2 separate regions of the Neogale vison genome follow, and region 1 is linked to region 2. A link is a contact called in public Hi-C data. All regions are on one chromosome and are shown on one strand. The core of a region is the stretch at or near the end of the contact, and the rest is flanking DNA. Distances in the headings are between cores, read along the strand shown.

Region 1 (2,737 bases), core at 209-2,708, 360 kb before region 2:
GCATGCCACGACATGATACCGACAGCGAACACTTACAGAGTCGTCGTCTATGCAAGACGCTGTGCAAAGCACTTTAGATGGAGGAGCAGATCAAATCCTTCCACTAACCGAACGTGATGGGAATGATTAGATCAGAACATCAATGCTACAGATGAGAAGGGCTGAGTGTCTTGCCCAAAGCCGCCCTGCAGATCAGGCGGAGCTGAAATCAAACCTAGTCTACCTCTACACCGGGCCCTTAACCATTCTGTTATCTAGGCAGAAGCACCTTTAGCTTGATAAAAATCTAATTTGACATTAGTAAAAGAATTGCATATTGAAGGAACTCCTTTACCCCATCCTTACAGAAACAGTGAGCTTGGTGGGAGGTGGGAGCAGGGGCCAGTCCTGTTACACCCTTCGGGTAGGATACACTTCCTTACAAGGGCAGTGAACTCAGTCGAATTTTCTCCTTGCAGAGAACCACCTCTAAGGCATCTGTTAACGGAGAGGCCCTCTCTGTAGAGAGACCCGGGAAGCCACTAGCTGGGAGTCTGCTGGAGCAGCTGTGAGATCTGCCCCCAAACCATGGCCCGTCTACGTATTAGTGTGGCTCCACAACACTTGGACACAGCAGTACGGTAGCTCAAGTTCCAAAAGATGGCGCTCCATCCCCTGTGCCCAAGAACCTCGCGTCTGGGAAAGCATCCCAGGGAGATCACTTAATAGGGGACAAGTGGCTAATGACTCAAAGAAGTGGATTACCTACATTCATGGTGTCAGCCAAAATGCCGGCAATCTCTGGAGACTGATAATATGGAAATGGCTTTAGTAATTTAAGAAACTTCTATGTGATGATGTTATTACATGGTCCTTAAAATAACAAACACAAAAACTATAGAGCAATATTTGTGCTGGTCGATCCAGTGAAAAAGAAAAATCTGAAGTGGCAAATGTATAAAAAAATGTATGTGAGCAACAAAGACTGAAAAGTAGTTTGGTTACAGCAGTGGGATCACGGGTGATCTTTACAAATATTTTTAAAAAATTATTATTGTTGCATGGTGTACTAAATTTGGGAGAAGAGGGAAGCATTCAGGCTTCTTGACAATTCTGCAGTTTAAGAATCATTTGCAGTGTCCACAAAATTCTACTAGTTTGTTAAACCCAATGCTTTCTCCCAAAGCATTCCCCCAATAATTTTGCCAATGTTAGCGGACATTATGCAGGACAAGAGCAATATCGAGTTACTTAGCATGATTCAAGAAACCTGAGGGAGGAGAAGGGGGGAGGAAGAGAAGGAACAGTCAAAGGCACTTAAACCGCTAACAAAAAAAGTACTGTGGCTTGTACATAAAACCATTATTGGCCTCCATGAGGCATTATCAGTCCAATAATACATTTCTGTTTTAGACTTTTAAAAAAGTGTACTTGAAACCAGCACAGGCCTTGAATTTCAAACACAGAGAACTAAAAGAATGCCGAAGAGGGAGAATTAAGGTCAACTGAAATTGGCCTTTTGTCTGGGATGCATTCTTCAGACTTAGGAAAAAGGCAGTGCTTGGTGTAGCGGTAGATGAATTTGGAAGTAAAATCCACGGTTTTCAGATTATCGGCACAGCCAGAGACAGAATGCAAGTGCAGATTTCTCTGACAGTTTTCAAATAAAATAGCCACTGTGTGACCTTGACTGTACCTCTGGCTGCAAGGAAGTGGACAAAAAACTGCCAACAGGATGTCCTGGGAATACAGGCAGCGACCGCTCAAATGGCTGTTTACATATGCTTGGAGGGACAGCAGCAGGAGAGAAACAAGGCTGGTAAAAACATGTGTGTCCAACGCAAAACTGCTGCTCAGGTAAAGCACACCATCTATGGAAGCTCCCTCTGAGTTTCACCTAGACGTGGTGATCAACTCAGCCTTGAGGGGTGCTGGTAACTGTTTGGAGCTGCCTCTCTCTTTGGGCACTGGAGGTATCTGCTTCCTAACTACACACAGGCCTCCACCTGGATGAGGTGGAAGCCCCAGGGTCACTATCAGCTGAGTCCCTGTCTAGGGTGAGTAGGGCTGCTGGTGAGAAGAGCAGGCCTCTGAGCATGATTTGATCCCAAAACCAAAGACCCCATCAAAAAGGAGAATTACAGACTCATATCCCTGATGAACACGGATGCAAAAATTTTCACCAAAATACTAGCCAATGGGATCCAACAGTACATTAAAAGGATTATTCACCATGACAAAGTGGAATTTATTCCTGGGCTGCAAGGTTGGTTCAACATCCACAAATCAATCAATGTGATACATTAATTAAAAAAAAAAGAGCAAGAACCATATGATACTCTCAGTAGATTCTGAAAAAGCATTTGACAAAGTACAGTATCTTTTCTTGATCAAAACTCTTCACAGTGTAGGGATGGAGGGTACATACCTCAACAGCATCAAAGTCATCTATGAAAAACCCACAGCGAATATCATTTTCAATGGGGAAAAACTGAGAGCTTCTCCCCTAAGGTCAGGAACACAGCAGGGATGTACACATAGTACTTGAAGTCCTGGCCTTAATCAGACAACAAAAAGAAATAAAAGGTATCTGAATCAGCAAAGAAGTAGTCAAACTCTCACTCTCTGCAGATGATATGATACCTTATGTGAAAAACCCGAAAGACTCCACTCCAAAACTGCTAGAACTCATACAGGAATTCAGTAACGTGTCAGGATATAAAATCAATGCACAGAAATCAGTTGCCTCTCTATACAC
Region 2 (2,700 bases), core at 61-2,560:
ACAAGATTCTGGAATCCTCCATGAAGACTAATCAGAAGGTGTCATTCTTACCATCTGATAGAGGAGGAATTTGAAGCTCAGGGAGTTTAGGAGCCTCGACCGAGATCCCATGGCTTCAACCTAGAACCAACGCGGGTACCCGAGCTTTGCCTGCCCTACCACTCTGTCTCTTTGGTGTTAAACTCTGCTGGTATAAAACAAAGAGTGGATAGTTTCCATCCCCGTGGGTCTTTCTCCTGTGTTGGGACATGAGGCAAAGCCCCTGTTTCCCCACACTGCCTGTTCTATCTTTTCCCTTTGCAGAGACTCAGGGATGGCTGGGGAGCTTCTCACCCCTACTCCCCAAACCTTCCATCCTCCAGGCTCCCTTTCTCCTCAATCTTGGCCCTGACACCTGTTCACCAAGCGGCCCTGGAGTAAGTCACTTTTCCTCAGACTCATTCACTTCATCCATCACTGGGGACCCTGATGTCTACCTGACAGATTAGCAGGGGGAGGCAGGTTTTCTTTTTCAAAGATGGCAACACCACCAGTATCTCTCTCCCACATGCTCTTTCTATGCTGTGGATGTGACATGCCTCCACTGGGGTGTGGAGGGCGGTGGGGCAGATGTCTATGTCTCTTGTCCTTGAACCTTGCTGGATCTTTAGGACTGCCTTGACCAACAGACTCTGGCAGAACTGACCCCTCATGACATTTGAGGTTGGGTCATAAAAAGCAAAATGGCTTCTACCCGGCACACTCTCTTGAGAGCCCTGAGGCGACTTCAGGAAGTCCTAGAGGGCGTGTTAGATAGACATGGAGAGACACCCCACAGTTACTCCGTTCCTAGCTGCTGGAATCTTCCCGGCCCAGGAGCCAAGTGAGCGAAGGAGCCTTCAGATGATTCCAGCCCCCAGCAGACGCTCAGCGGAGCAGAGACAAGTGTCCCATGGAACCCTGCTCTGTCCTACAAGTTCCACAGCACATCAATGTCCTTGTCTGAGGCCACTTCGTTTAGGGGTGGGTGGTGATGCAGCCGTGATCCTGGCGCAGGGTGAGAGCATTAATGGACAGGAGGCATGGGCAGGGCTTGGCTCTGGGCTGAGAAGAGCCAGGTTTACCTGAGGTCACCATGGTGAGTCCGATGGAATCATCTTGACACCATGAGACTTGGGTTTCTGGTTTTCAGAAATTGGTGTCAGAGTCTTTCAAGTTAGTCAACTCCTCTGGAGGTAGGGTTTAGCCAATTTCAAGAGCTACCAGCCCACAGGAATGTAAAACTCAGTTCAAAACACACCATAAACTGACTCATTTTCACGAGACTATTTAAAAAAAAAATAGTTGAGTATATGCTGAATTTTCTTAGGGCTTCCAAAAACAATAGGAAAGTCTTTCAAATGGAGCTGTGTGTGTGCAGATCTGTCTAGAATCCCAGCCCTTCCCTAACCTTGTTAGCCTGAAGAAAATTCTTTTGTTTCACTGAACCTGGATGCAAAGAAAATTGCTGGGCCAGAGAAACAGGCTTTGGTGACAGGATCAGAAAAGCGGTATCAGGCAGAGATTACTAAGTAAACTGGGGCACTCTTCCCTTCTGGGTCTTGATTGTGTACAAAGTACACCTGACTTCAGATTTGATAGATCCTAGGTGGCTCGGAGGGACAGGAAATGTAAGTAAAGAAGCTGAATGTCTGGCGGTGTTTGATTGCCAAGGAGTTGTCAGAACTGGGAGAACTTTCAGCGACCCTCTAGGTAAAAGCCTTTGAGGGTTACTGGCGAGGAGCTGGGAGCACAGGGAGGGGCTGTGATTTGCAGAGCTCGTCACACAGCTGGCCTGGCAACTGAGGAAGCCCCCTTTTTTTTTCTGAGACATCTGGGAGCCTGCTCGTTATCATTACCCGCTTTTAAACTTGCCTTTCAAAGTGTTAAAATCCCCAAAGGAAGCTGTGAGCAGGGAACAATTCAAAGGGGACTCAGGTAGAGAGACAATGCAGAGATAAGGTTTGCCTGCTGTTTGCCAAGGTCTAACACCCTTCTGTAGTCTGTGGGGCTTGAGTTATAAAGGCTGGACTTCCAACAGAGGAGGAGGTGGGGAGAGGGTAGTGTGTGGGGAGGGAGGATGAGGGAAAGGGAGACAGGATGATCATATGTGTATTTGACCTACGTTCAAGCTGAAAACGGAAAGACGAGATGTTTGCCAAGCAAGAGAATAGAGCGGAGGAAGCTTTTGGCACTACTGTTGCTCCGAGGGCAAAGAAAGTGAGTGAGCTGGTGTGATGAGACCTGAGGGAAGGGTGTCCCTGGCAGAGGGAACCTCAAGGACGACAGCCTTGAGGCTGGAACCGACGTTGAGCATTTGAGAGCAGCAAGAGGGCAGCATGGGGGAGCCCGAGGAGCAATGACATCCCAGGTCATCCCAGGTTGGAGAGAGGCACCAGTTGGGGTCCTGGGGAGCCTGCTGTAGACCCTGGAAGGATTTGGGCACTGGCGCTGAGTCAGGCAGGAAGCCCGCAGAGGGCTTGGTGCGGGGAATTGTTGGACAGAGGGCTTTTGAAGGCTGGGACTTTGTCTTCCTGTATTCTCACACAGTGGATGGGGGTGGGTGTGCACTCCAAGAAGTGAGACACAGCCCTGACCCCTCATAGATGAGGCTCAGAAGAAAGGAGGGCCAGGACGGTGGGTCCACATCGAGCCCTTCTCTGTTCGCACGGCAGCGTTTCT

What was found. Hi-C and Micro-C count contacts between places; a contact is called where the count stands out from the background.
Region 1: a contact with region 2 is called in a Hi-C map of fibroblasts, with 4 times the contacts expected there. The contact joins two enhancer-like sites. A contact is called at or near these places in 2 of 3 Hi-C or Micro-C datasets (fibroblasts and muscle).

The regions. Positions count from the first base shown.
Region 1 is chr4:11,241,017-11,243,753 of ASM_NN_V1, reverse strand. The region is part of intron 2 of LOC122904295 (arf-GAP with SH3 domain, ANK repeat and PH domain-containing protein 1); the gene reads right to left. Among named protein-coding and RNA genes, the nearest start is that of GSDMC, 390 kb to the left of the region's middle. Within about 2 kb of position 1,458, the one cell type or tissue checked has open chromatin away from gene starts, as enhancers often do. A contact at or near this core is called in fibroblasts, where this site is marked.
Region 2 is chr4:10,882,896-10,885,595 of ASM_NN_V1, reverse strand. No RefSeq gene overlaps it. Among named protein-coding and RNA genes, the nearest start is that of ADCY8, 290 kb to the right of the region's middle. Within about 2 kb of position 1,310, the one cell type or tissue checked has open chromatin away from gene starts, as enhancers often do. A contact at or near this core is called in fibroblasts, where this site is marked.